Regions from separate parts of the Anser cygnoides genome. Here region 2 is linked to region 1. The links are chromatin contacts, called in public Hi-C maps. All regions are on one chromosome and are shown on one strand. Each heading gives the region's core, a stretch centred on a gene start, on an enhancer-like site or on the middle of the called end of the contact. The rest is flanking DNA. Distances are from core to core; before and after follow the strand shown.

Region 1 (6,590 bases), core at 1,606-4,105:
GATCAATAAAATAACAGAGGGGCCATCAGCGTAGAGGCCACTAACTTCCGTTTCTTCAAGTTTCAGCACCAGCTTAATTTTTCAGCTGTTTCAAATGCTTCAGCCACGTGTTGACCCAGGCATCAGGGGACGTTTCAGCCGAGCAGTTCACTGGAGCCATTCTCCACGGTGCTGGGCAGGAGGCTGAAGCAGCACATCAGCTTGTAGCCGGTAGGATATCAAATAAGGACGTGTAGAACAAACGTCAGCTTTCACGGATCACACCTTCTAGCATTGTTCAGTATTCCTCATAGCTGCTTCTGCAGTCCCCAGCCCCCCAGACAGCTCTGCAGTTTCCTAGGTCACTGCAAGACTGTACTTGCTGTTTTGAAGATCTCTTTAACTACCTTCCTAGATAGACAGAGGCTGTTCTTTGCAAACCCCTTGTCAGAGAGAGGCCCTCTATCTTGGCATCTATGCTTCTTTTTTCTTTTCCTTGTACTACGTATTCTCGTTTTTTAGAGGTTTTCACCAAGTCAAAAATTTTCACTTCTGTTCTTTCAACTTTGCCAGGCATCGAGCAGTTAACTGGAGGAGTCCTGCGGGTCCAGGAACTTTGGAATTCCTACAGGGCAAAAAAAGCAACAACCAGTTATTGTTCTATTTTCATGACAGCAGAAAAATATGAAAACGTACAAGTTTGAGATGCCACCTTTAAAGTCCCACCCCGATCTCTGGGAGGAGAGCACTTTTCCCACCTTTCCTCTGGTCAGCTTTGGGATTAAGATGGGTGGCAGCTGCAGCGGGCTAAGCTTACTCCAGGTGACAAGACGGACTGTGCCACTCTGCTCTGCCCATCAGCAAGCAAGAAGCAATGAATTTGCGCTGATGAATGGAACTGCTCGCTTGATCGACTGACAAGGTGTTACGTGCTTGGTAACAGAATCCCAAACGTTCTTCTCTAAGCAGAGCACACCTTACAACGAATGTGCTGGGGTCAGCGGGAGGACCGGGAGAAAAGCATGCAACACAGTGGCGAGGTGGCTCAGACCTGGACAGAAAGCTAGCATATAAACTGACAGCAGGGAGAGTCCCTGTTTTAAGCAGGAAGTGGCAAGCAGCAATTAACTGGGAAGACGGAGAAAATGCGGGGTGGAAGGGGAGAGACCAAGTTAGCTACTGCACGTGGGGCTGCTGTTCTGAGCACACAGCAGGTGGCTAACTTGGGGAGATGGGGCAGAGCTCAGTCTTAGCTCTCATCCAAGATGGGGATAAATCAAAGTCTTAGGGAAAAGACAGTGTGTATACACTGCTGTACGGAAAAGTAAACTGTAATAAAGGTAAAAAAATAATAATAAAAAATATATATATATATACACTTACGAATTGCTTCCACGATGCCTGCAGGTTTTTAGGAAAGGAAGACTGGCTGACAATACAAATGGAGGTAGTGGGAGAAAGACTTTCTTCTCTCTTTGTCAGAGCTGTGCTCGGATTCCTGGCTGTCAAGGATCAGTGACAGTCCTCAGCGTCCTCCTGTGTGCTCTTCCGCATCAGCCACATCGAAGACAAAGCACAGGTGGGTACTGGCATCCTGTACTGAAATCTTGTCCAGCTCATTAAGACACGCGCAGGCGGCTCAACAGGTTGTGACTTTTGCGCTTCACTTCCTTGTAAGACATCTTCGTAACGTTTAATACGGCACCGCGCTGGGTCATGCCCTCAAAGAGAAAGGTACCTAGATCCACACGCTACAATTCATTCGCTTCTGAGGGCAAGGAAACCCAGGGCTTTGGAATGGAAGCGGATAGAGGAGGGGCGGCGGAAAAACACAAGGGAACTCCAGCTAGTTTTGGAGGGCGTAAGCACAGGAGGACCCAACCGAGCTGTCACCGGGCTTCAGAGCCGGGCACGGCTGTGGGACGCGCCGGCCCCTCAGCGGGAAGGGCTGGCAGCTCGAGGGGCACCACGGCAGCCTGCGCGAGGCGGGTGTTATGACCACCACCCTCGCTGCAAGATGGAAGCGGGAGCAGGACCGGCTGCCGGGCCCCCCGCGGGGCCGGGCCGAGCCCCCCCCGCTCTCCTCACCCCGCGACCAGCCCCGAGCCCGGCCCTGAAAGGGGGGGGGGCGAGGCGGGGCAGCCGCCCCCCGCCGGGGCCTACCTTACTGGTGAGGTCGACGTCGGGCTCGCCGTTGAGCCCTTCGCCGTCCTCGGCGTCGAAGGAGGAGGCGCGGCGGGGCAGCGCGGCGGCCGCCAGGCGGGGCCCCCCGCCCGGGGAGCCGGGCTCCGGGGCGAACATGCAGGCCGGCACCGGGGAGCCCCCCAGCGGGGAGCGGCTCCGCTCCGCCGCCGCCATCTTGCCTGCCCCTGCCCTCCGCCTTCCGCCGGCCCCGCCCCCCCGGGGGAGCCGGCCAATGGGAGGCGGGGGAAAGGGGGGCGATTAGCATGTAACCGTGGAGACGGGGGCGGGGCTGCGAGGGCGGGGCGGAGGGGCAGGCCCCCGCGGAGCGCGGGGCCAATGGGAGAGGCGCTGGCGGCTCGGGGTGTTTGCGGTGTGTACACAGGCGGCGGGGCGCGCGCGACGTGTCGGGGGCTTCGCGCCCAATGGGAGGGCCGGGCGTCTTGACGAGCAGCACTCGGAGCCAATCGAGCGGGAAAGCTCGGACGAAGGGGTGGGACTAAGCGGCCACCACAGATGGGCAGCGCCCACCTTGGTGGGCGGGCGCTCTCCTGGAGTAACCAATAAGAAAGAGGAACTTTTTCACAGACAGTCGCGCCGACCAATGGAATAGCGAAGGCGCGCGCCGGGGGTCTGTGGGGGCTGTACAAGCGCCTGAGGCGCGGCGCGCATGCGCAGTGGGGAGGGGAGGTTGGGGCCGAGCGGCAGCTTCGTCCCCCCTATCCCGCTGCCGGCCCTAACGGCCCTAACGGCCCCTTCCTGAGGGGCGATGCAGGGCCGCGGCTGAGCCGCCCCTGACGGCCCCCCCGCCCCCCCCTCGGCGCCCTCAGGAGCCTCCGCCCGCCGTGCCGCCGTGCTCCCCCTTCGGGGCCTGCTGCGGGCGGCCTGGCAGCGGCGCGGCGGGCGATGGAAGAGAAGGAGCGGTGTGCCCAGCTGCCGCCGCCGCCCCGGGGCTGAGGGGTTCGCCTGCGAGGGGTTACACAGCGACGGGGCTGCTGGGCCTCGGGGGGCGGGAGGGGACGCGCCGCGTCTTAACGGGGTATGGGCGGAGGGGGGCGGTTCTGTGGGGTATAAAGGCGGGGGTCGCGGGGTAAGGTGAAGCGGAAGGGGCCAGCCGCCGGAATAAGGGGGCAGCGGGCTGCTGCCGGCGCTCCGGGGGAAGAGACTCGAGGCCCCTTCGTTCCTCGCCGCCCGCCCGGCGAGAAGATGAGTTGCGTGCCATGGAAAGGTGACAAGGCCAAGTCGGAATCAGCGGAGCCGCCCCAGCCGCCGCCGCCGCATATTTACCACGAGAAGCAGCGCAGGGAGCTGTGTGCCCTCCATGCCCTCAACAATGTCTTCCAGGACAGCAACGCCTTCACTAGGGAAACCCTGCAGGAGATTTTTCAGAGGTAGGATGCTCCCTGCGCTGCCCTTAGCTTCCCCTTCTCCTCCACTGCTTGGAGGGATCCTCAGGTCTTGTTTTGGGTGAGAAACAGAGCAAAGGTGTTCAGAGTATGCCACTGCTTTGAACCGAATATAGCTTTTTAAACACCCCTCCTTCCTATTTCCCCCCTTCTCTCCATCTAGAAATCCTCTATCTTTTTTTTTTCTTTCTTCTCAAACTATTCCGGCTGCCAAATTTGGGTCTGAGAGCTTTATTGCAGGTGCTGTCATGTGCTTTACTGCACGCTCTTCTCCCACACCTACCTTAATGCATCTTCTACCAGTCTTCCGTATCTTTGTCCCTGCCTTGTGTCAGTGCGTTACCTTCATGTTAATAACAGATTTGGGGGTGGGCTTGAGAGAGCGAAAGTGGCAGGAGTGACAAAGGGGTCACCATAAAAACTTCCCAATTTCACACTGCGAAACTTCTGAGTTATTGGAAATCAGAAGTTTTGCCAACTGAGGGACTTACTCAAGCAGTTAAATGAAGTTCGTCAGGTGCTGTGGATTTTCTTCCGTGCCGTGAGATCCTGTGCGCTCTGTCAAACTGGATTTAATTTCCGAAGCTAGATCCATGTTTTCTGCAGCATTGCTAAGCGTTTCCTGGCAGCTTCAGATAATTAATAAAAACATTTTTGAGTTTTACTGGGATAAATGTGGATGATGAACGTGCCCTGTACAATAGCACATATTTTGCTCCATGTTTTATTTACATTGTTCCAACACTTAGTGGAAATCGTCCTGAGCATGCCTTTGAAAACCCTGATGACTTTTCACTGCTGAAAAGCTAAGGAATCAAAGAGGAAATGGAGTCTCCCCTGATGCTCAATCTGCAGCTCTTATAATTGTTATAACAGCACAGGTTATGCTTGGATACCCGTTACCAGCAACCGACAGCACATTGCGCTAGCGACATGGAGGAAATCATGCTCCGTGACAGCAGTTGTGCGGGTCCTGTTGGACAAAGCAGTCGCAGGGAGCTGCTCGCATGGTGCTGCCGTCCCAAAAACGAGCACACTTGTGGAACCGGGGCTTGACTCATCGAGTACATGCCTTCCTTTCTTTGGTGAAAGAGTTGTGGTGATGGGCAGCCGCAGATACCAGATGGAAATGCTGTTTGTGACGGTGTAGTAAATAATATTCCTATTCACAGAGGAGCTGACCCACAGCGGTGTAAAGGCGCTCTTTGTCCAGCAGGAAGACTCTGTGGTTTTGTTCCAGAGCAGCGATTGTCAGGATCTTAATCACAGATGGATTCCTGTTGGCCTGAAGCACACCAAGGCAGCCCATGTGATAGAGGTGGTGATCAAATTAGTTGGTTTTCATTGGGCTTAGTGAAAGAGAATTAGTGCATTGCCTGAAACTTCTCAGAAAAGGGTTGAGATGCTCCTCTGGTGAGACCACTTGCCCTAGAAGGGAGAATTTGTCTCTCATTCCAGCCTGGTTTTGTTCCATGTTAGCAATCAGATCAAGATACACAGTTGACTCAACCCCACAGAACTATGGAATAGCCGTGGAAATCCCTGTCAGAAACGGATGAGCTATAAAATAGGCACAAGAATTGCCACCACCTTTGCATCTGCGTTGGGTTACTACTTGTGTCTTCAACTCGCCTTTAAGTAGCATGGTCTTAGCTGCCTTTATACAGTGCTTCTCCATCTCTCTTGCCTGTGTCTCGTCATAGTCTGTGCGTTAACGAATACGACAAAGGACCAATGAGTATTTTTAATACACTACAGAAATGTTGCTGGATACAATTTCTGTTTTCTTTTTTAAGCCCGGTGTTGACAAGGTAGTGAAATCACAAATAAGCTTAAGCTTTCTGTAGCGCTGACCACATCCCTTGAAGAATAATTGAACTGCATTGCTTAATCATTGATTTCCCTTTTGTTGCACTCCACTGCTCGAGGCCAGTGTCCTCTGATTATTATCATTATCTCAAGTGTATGTCAGAGCTTGCTACAAGCTCCCCTCTGACTCTGTAGCCCTCCCTCTCTTCTCTAGTACAAGAACTCTCTTTTTGATGTTTCTCTGGCTTTTGTTCCAGGAAGTGAGATTGTTCGTTCCAAACATTGCATGGAGATGCAAACAAAATCGCTTTGCTTCACCTGAGTCTGTTTGTTGAGATCTGGTTAGGAAAGACAACTTCGTGTTGGAGTTTGAGCCTGTTCCGTTAAGACAACATGGTGACGAAGGTTTGTGACTTAGAAAGCTTGGAAGGGTTGGTACTTGGAATTCTGTGTCAGTCTTCCTCAGATTAGTCTCCAGATAAATAGTTTTATTATTATTGAAGTGGGAGAAGGCAACTTTGTTCTTTCAGCTTCAGAATCCTTCAGCTGATGACTGTGGACATTATTTAGGTGCAAGTGAGTAGAAGTGTGTTGGGATAATTCTTGATGAAAGTTTGCTCGTGGGTAACGCTTCTTAGTGTGTTACCTCTACTATTTTTTTTTTTCATCTCACTTCTGGAGCTCTGAAAGTTGCAGGAAAGGACAAAGATAAATGCGTTCTTTCAGCCCTCAAGTAAGCTTGTCTCTGGGAAACTGTGCCACAAGGGGGTGCTTGTGCTAGCCAAGCCCTGTTAATTGGGAGGCTTTCCTGGCTTGCCAGCGCTCATGAGAGCTAATAGGTTGAAGCAGTGTTCCTGAGGAATTAGTTGTAGCTGAGTGATCTTGCTTTGTGGTGATGCTGGCGGGGCTGTGATGAGCTGCAGCAGCATCTCTGTGATTATAAAATTATAAAGCACAGCAGAGAGTTGGAGACTGGCAACTCTGATTTTCTGCAAACGCCACGGCCTCGCTCAGAAGTGCCCAGCGGCAGGTACTGACAGATTTTGGGGTTCCCACACTGTTCCAGGCTCTTCTCCCCACTGTAGATAACACAGCGGCCTTCCCAGGCTGTTCTGCTGCAGTCGGCTGCGCCACAAGAAGACGCAGCTGATGCAGAAGGTTATCTGTCCGTAGCTTTCCTAGCCTTGGCTGGTCTGAAACGCCCTGCCCTGTACC
Region 2 (6,606 bases), core at 1,519-4,018, 200 kb after region 1:
TAGAACCAGATGACTCAACTACATTTGTTTAGAGGCAAACTTGCAGGGGTGCCAAGTGCCTGCAGCTCCTAAGAAAGTCAGCTGAAGCCACAGCATTCAACATCTCTGGAAAATATTCCATATTCTCACTGCACTTCTGTTTTCCCAGAAATCCATCCCAGTCCTCAGCGTTTCCCTGAACTCCTGTCAATTCATTGGTACCTTAAATTAATCCCCATTAAAAGAAATTAAAGCAAAAATAATACATCGATCTTTTAGGGAACTGAGAAAGGTAAGTCATACAAAGGAGACAGCTGCATAGGCTTAGTCCAAAACTTATACTTTGTTTTAGTAATAAAGCCTCCCCTTTCTCCTATAAAATATATGGCTGTACAAAACTCAGTGTAGATAGGTATTTTGTCACTGTTCTACAAGCTGAGGAACTGCAACCAGTGTTTTACAACACACATTTCTGCGTATACGTTTGGAAAAATCACAGTAGGTCAGCAAAATTTACATGTATTAAAAATAAATAGATTAAATGACTATGTAATTGAGTTTCATCATCCATGCTAAATACAGTGCAGAAAAGCAAGCCAGCTGCAGCAACAGTGAAGCCCCAATTTAATTATCAAGACTATTTCAAGAAGGCAGGGAAGGATTTTTTTTTAAACCTCTAATTATCTTTGACAGTTTCCATTTGAAAACGGCTGAGTTAACAGTAAGAATGGAAACAGAATTTTACTCCAGTTTTAGCTAGGACCAATCTTTCACTCCTCTATGCCACTTTAAACACTCTAGGGAGAAAGATGCCAGTGAGTCTTACCAATATCCAAAGACTTCCCCTGCTTTGGGTCGGCCTGAAGTTTGTTGTAGTGAATTGTCACTTCTCCCTGCAGGCAGAACAAAATCAAAACTGCTGTGCTGGAAGCAAGCAGCAGTAGCTTTCCTTCAGCAGTGACCAATAAACCGTCAACTGTGACCCAGACGCTCCAGTGGCCCCCTCCTACCTCTCACCTTTACCATCTGTATCATCTTGGCCACCTCCACCTTGGTCTTCCCCTTGACGGACTTGCCGTTCACTCCTGTGATTTCATCGCCCGCTGCTACGGTTCCATCTAAGGCTGCTGGAGTGTTATCGAATACCTAGTGGAGAGGAAAAAGAACACAGGTGGTCTGGAATCAGGAGGTTTAGAAAGGAAAATGCAGGGCTGAAGGACAAAAAACTGACAATTATATTCCTCCTATTTGACTCATTTGTATTTAGTACTGCTCATGGTGAAGCCTCGCTTTTTCTCTTCTAATTCTGAGGTGGGATGGTCGCCTTGTTCTCTCAGGAACTTCTTGTCTTCAGGATGTGCTTCTTCATGCGTAGGATTTGTTGATGCTACGTGTCAACGCTATTCCCTTGTAATTCTAGCATGCTCTCCAAGGAGGAGGATAATTTCAGAAGTCTTAATTTAATTCTTCAACACCTATTAGGTACTAGGGTAAGGAAATCGTATTTACTGCAAAGTGAGAAGATTTCTCTCGCTTTGAGAAAAACACTTAGCACATGGCTCTCCATGGTTTCCATCTCTCAGGCCAACACTCTTTCAGGAAGACAGTTTATTATGTCTTCCTAAGCACCTACCTGGACGATATAGAGACAGGGGCAGTACTGTGCTCCACCCCCAATGCTGATCCCAATCAGGTTCTGGGAGTCCTTCTTCAGGGTCACCGTCCCAGGTACAGTGGGGATCCCGCTAGAACGAGAAAGAAGGAAGAGAAAACCAATCATGGCAGGCAGAGCTGTATCTGTAAAAATGACTGCGGTACCTGAATCAATATGAACTGAAAATATAATGGGAGTTGTAGATTTGAATTAATGACGTTATCTCTGCCATAGAGTCTATCAGCCCAGGCCAGCAGAAAGACGCTCCGGGCTATTGTTTTTGAGACTGTGTGCAAGGAGCAGTTGTAGGAGAAACAACTTCATCCGTTGCTAGTAAGGGGCAAACACATGCCATATAAATGAGATGCAAGACCAATGCTCCATGCCAAGCTCACAGCTAATCTCACAAAACTTTTCACTTGTTCAGAGAAGCCCACCGTCCTCCTTACAGATCCAGCAGTTCCCGAGTTTTATCTCCACTTCTTCCTGGCTCTCGACACCCTTCCCCCATTACAAACCCCTTCTCCTCTGTCCAAGGCCGCTAATAAGGAGGCTGAGGCTGTTTCTGCTGCCAGCCAGAAGCAGGGCAGGCGAAGCACGACACTCACAGCTTGTCCTCCTCGATATCATAGTCCAGATCCGCAAACATCGCGACGCCCAGACGGAGCCTGTTCACCCGAAACCACTTGTGGGGAGCTCCCTGTGAGGAGAGGACAGCGCAGACCCCGTCAGCCCGCGACACCTGCGGGTCACTCCAATTCCCCGAGACCCCCAGCAGCCCCCTCCCCTCATTTTTCCCCCCAAAATTCGCTCCCCGTCCACATACAGAAGGCAAAACCCTCACCAGGTGCCCCCATCCTCCCACAGGTGCCTCCATCCCCTCCCCCCCCCTCGCCCCATTTGGGCCCAGGCCCAAGGGGTCGCTCCCCCCCCAGCCCCTCCCACGCAGAAAGCGTTGCCATGGCAACCGCGGAGGCCCAGCGCGGGAAGCGGGGGGGGGGGGGGGGGGGTCCCGCCGCTCACCGGAAGTGGCCGTCCTGCGCGCGGCCCCCGCTGCCGCCCGCCGCTGCCCGCCGGCCGACACGTCACCGCCGGGCCGGCCCGGAAGCGCCCGGCTCCCCCCCTCCCCCTCCCCTCCGCCCCGTTGCTATGGGGACGGAGAGGCGAGGGCGCGCCGCCATCTTGAGAGTGGCGAGGTGATGGCGGCTGCCTGCCCGCCGCCGGTTCGGGGCGCTGATAAAATAAATAAAAAAATAAAATAAAATAAAATAAAATAAAATAAAATAAAATAAAATAAAATAAAATAAAATAAAATAAAATAAAATAAAATAAAATAAAATAACAACAAAACACCAACAAAACACCAACAAAACAAAACACCAGCAAAAAGCACAAAACAAAACAAAAAATAAAACAAGACAAAAAAAACTAAACTAAACTAAACTAAAAATAAAATAGAAAAATAAATAAACTTTGAACTCTAAACTCCTTCATGACCAGGAAAAAGGACTAGCTGATGACAATGACCTCTTGCTGTCTGAGAGGGTATTTAGTGTTCGCAGTGTGCAGCACCATAAACCTAGGGGCTATGTACGTTGAAACACCAACTGGAGCCTCCCAGAGTGCTGGAGTACAAGAGCAAAAGCGTGTTGTTAATAATCAGTTTGAAGTCCTGGATCTAAGAGGTGATTAGTTTATGAAGGGGAGCTCAGTGAGAACGGTCCTTCGGGTGGGAGCTGTCTGCAAAGAGCAGGCTGGCATCCTGAGCCCAGGGAGCTGTCTGAAGGTTGCAGCCTGACGTCCCGAGCCCCGACACTGACAGTTTTACACCGGTGAAGGGCTCGCAGCGATGAGCCAGGCCCTGGCCTCTGCACCTGAGGAGCTCACCGGGGCTCAGCGGTGCAAGGGCACCTTACTGTGGCTGAGGATGACACGGGGAAGACAGGACTGGGCTCTTCTCAGGGCTTTTGCACAGCAAAAGACAAGGGGCAACAGTCACAAGTCACAGCATAGAAATTCTGGTTAGATAAAAGTAGAAAAATAATCACAGTGAGGGTGGGCACAGCAGCCCAGAGGGACGGTGGAATATCCACCCCTAGGGAAGGTGAAAATTTAACTAGGCAGATTCTGAGATGCTGAGAGAGAAATCCTGCAACTTACTTTAAAATGCATTTGTATTTATTATATATATATACATAATATATATTTTAAATCTGTCTTTCAGTCGTTTTCAGAATGTATAACTTTGCTGTTGACAGCTGGTGGCTGACACGCTTATGACAGAGTTACCTTGCAGCCTCTGCTGAAGTGCAGCCTCTGGCCAGCCAGGTACTGCAGAACACAGGGGAAAAACCCTGCTTAACCCTTCCCGGAGCTGGCAGCTCACACGGCCGACAGGTTATTAAGCAAATGTCACCCAGCGGATCAACACCAGAGGCATAAGCCAGGCCTGCTGTCAGTGCCACGCCGTGATGGCAGGACCGCTGTATGCCATGGGTTGGGGACCTGGGAGTCTCACCCTGTTCCTTTGCTGGCTCCTGCTTTGCGAACACGGGTTTTGCTGTCCCAGGGAGGTGACACCAGGCCACCCAGCTGGGCTTCATCCCTAAGGCAGGAGCTCCGCCGTGTGGGCACTGCAGAGAACGGCTGCAGGAAGGGGGCCTGGGCGCAGGCATGCAAAGTCTGCAGTGCTATTTCTCCTGTTTTACTACAAGGGTGGCAAAAAAATAAAATAATTTAAAAAAAAAAGCTTACCCCCCACCTAGGATAATACCTGAATAATGCAAATCATTTGTCTGTGCCCAAGGGGATTTCTCCGAGCCTTGCTTGTGGCTGGGCAAAAAGCTGGTTAAATGGATACTGAATTTCTGCTGGGGCTGCTGCTGGGCCTGCAAGGGGAAGAACAGGCAGTGAATTTCTCCTTTTCTGTCACCTCCTGAAAAGAAAAAGGAAAAAGAAAAAAAGAAAAAAAAAGAAAAGAAAGAAAGAAAAAGAAAAAAAAGAGAAGAAAAAAAGAAAAAAGGGGAAAAAAAAGACCTGCTGACAGATACAAGGCCAAAATCCGTAGGTTTGACGAGCACTGCTTTTGTGCTGCTCCACTGATGTGTGTGTATTGTATATGTCCTTCGGTATGTCCCTGAAGTGCCAGCCTTTTTATGCGCGTGCTGACTGACCCTGCCTTTTGTGTGCACTCTCTCCAATGTGTCCAGGGTCGACTGGAAGCACTGTGTATGGGATGGAGAAGGAAACTACATGCGCCTCAAAGCCATGGCTGTTTCAATATTAGAAACCCAGCAGATTGCCTCGTCCTGAGGGGAAAAGTAATGAAAATGATAATCTAAAACAAGCAAAAAAGGCCGCGTGATCTGTAAAAAAGTCCCAGGAAGCTGTTCATTCTCAAGAATGGCTCTGATTAATTGTAGCATCAAAAATTTGAAATGCATTTTTATCTCGAAAAGATAGGCCCTTAATGTCTACCAATGTGGTTTGGATCAAGAGGGCTCAGTTTGCAAGTACAGACATTTTCCCTCCTCTAAACAGACAACCCGGCAAAGTCAGCCCAGGCTCTGAGAATCAAACTCTCTTCTGCTCATCTCTCATCACGTGTAATGAGGAGTCTGCAAGCAGATCACACGTTGCATGACTAGTTGGCTTCTTGGCACTCAGACTTATTTCTCTGCACTGGGGCTGTGCTGTGTCTCGTGGGTCTGGCTGCTCTTCTGCTACTGTTCTCAGCTTAGAGTCAACATGACTAACGCTGAGCTAACGTCCTCCCCATTCGCTGTCCCTCAAGCGTGTTTTCTGTTTTGGGGAAACATTCAGGGGATAAGTATGGGGATTATATTAACTGGGGCTACCAACTCAGAGAGGAAGGGGTGAGAAGCATTGAGAACATGGCTAGTTGTGACCTAACCGCTCATTTCCCAGCCTGTACATCTTATCACTGCCATGTTCAAACTCTCAGGACCTCCTGGGATGAAATGCATCTTCAGTCCACTGGCAAGCTGGAAATATCCCTCCCCACAGGTTCAACAAGCTCTGAGTTCTTGCCCTATACCATTTCAAAAGAGCACAATATTGCTGTCCTTTGGAGTATAGGCTGGCTTAATTCCGGTGTCAAAATTCCACATTTTGGAGATGAAAACAATATTTTTGTGCCTTGATTCATTTTATTTTAATAAAATCTTTTCCTTCCTTCCTTCCTTCCTTCCTTCCTTCCTTCCTTCCTTCCTTCCTTCCCTGGTGGATGTTTGATTGTCTAGAGTTTCCTGAATTTAGGATTATCAGAAGCTTATCCAGAGGGCAGCAGCCTGATGATATGGACATTAATGCATGGTGGATGCATTGCGTTTCCACATACTCCAAGCACATTTCGTTCCCCCTTAAATTTGTCCCCACAAAGTTCCTCTCCTAGTCAAGGAGATAGGTCTCAGGTGCGTCTCTTGTTACCCACCACTAATATGCTGCTTGGTGCTAATCCCCCAGAAGGTCCAGCTGTTAGTTAGATCAAAGCATTAGCCATGGAAATGCAATACTTGCAACCTGAAAAAACAGCAGTGTAAAGTGTAACGGGGTTTCTGAGACCCTGCAGGTGGAAAGGTGGGCTCTGGCTTAGCCGATCCTTTTTAATTTAGAAGGCAACTATCAGTCTTTCCAAACCAGGGGCATGATAACTTGCTACGGCACAGCCTAGGAGGACTGCCCATCTCACGGGGTGCTACCAGAGCTTGTGTTGCTTGGGTTGAACCCTTGGGGTGTGGATGCCTGCAGTGGAATAGCAATGGGGCGTGTGGGGACCACAACTCATGAGCAGTGGCAGGGTGGAGGGTGGGAAACAGGCAGAGATTTGCCCTCATTATGCATGGGTCTAACATGCCCAATTACCCCATCCTCTCCTCACCTCCGCGATGTAAAAGACTCTTGTTGAGAGTGGTCATAATTCACGGTGAACCCCCTGGCCCCCCTTACTCCCT

Evidence for each region. Hi-C and Micro-C count contacts between places; a contact is called where the count stands out from the background.
Region 2: a contact with region 1 is called in a Hi-C map of liver, with 2.1 times the contacts expected there. The contact joins the promoter of PICK1 here to the promoter of JOSD1 in region 1. A contact is called at or near these places in 3 of 7 Hi-C or Micro-C datasets (granulosa cells and liver).

What each region holds. Positions count from the first base shown.
Region 1 is chr1:55,582,016-55,588,605 of Taihu_goose_T2T_genome, forward strand. It overlaps JOSD1 (Josephin domain containing 1), which reads left to right and starts at 2,856. Exons shown (of 4, transcript XM_066996284.1): 1 at 2,856-3,551. The coding sequence starts at 3,367. It overlaps GTPBP1 (GTP binding protein 1), which reads right to left and starts at 2,377. Exons shown (of 12, transcript XM_048069834.2): 1 at 2,143-2,377. The coding sequence starts at 2,337.
Region 2 is chr1:55,781,260-55,787,865 of Taihu_goose_T2T_genome, forward strand. PICK1 (protein interacting with PRKCA 1) reads right to left here and starts at 2,769. Exons shown (of 13, transcript XM_066996400.1): 1 at 2,657-2,769; 2 at 2,242-2,333; 3 at 1,613-1,724; 4 at 997-1,125; 5 at 806-872. The coding sequence starts at 2,282.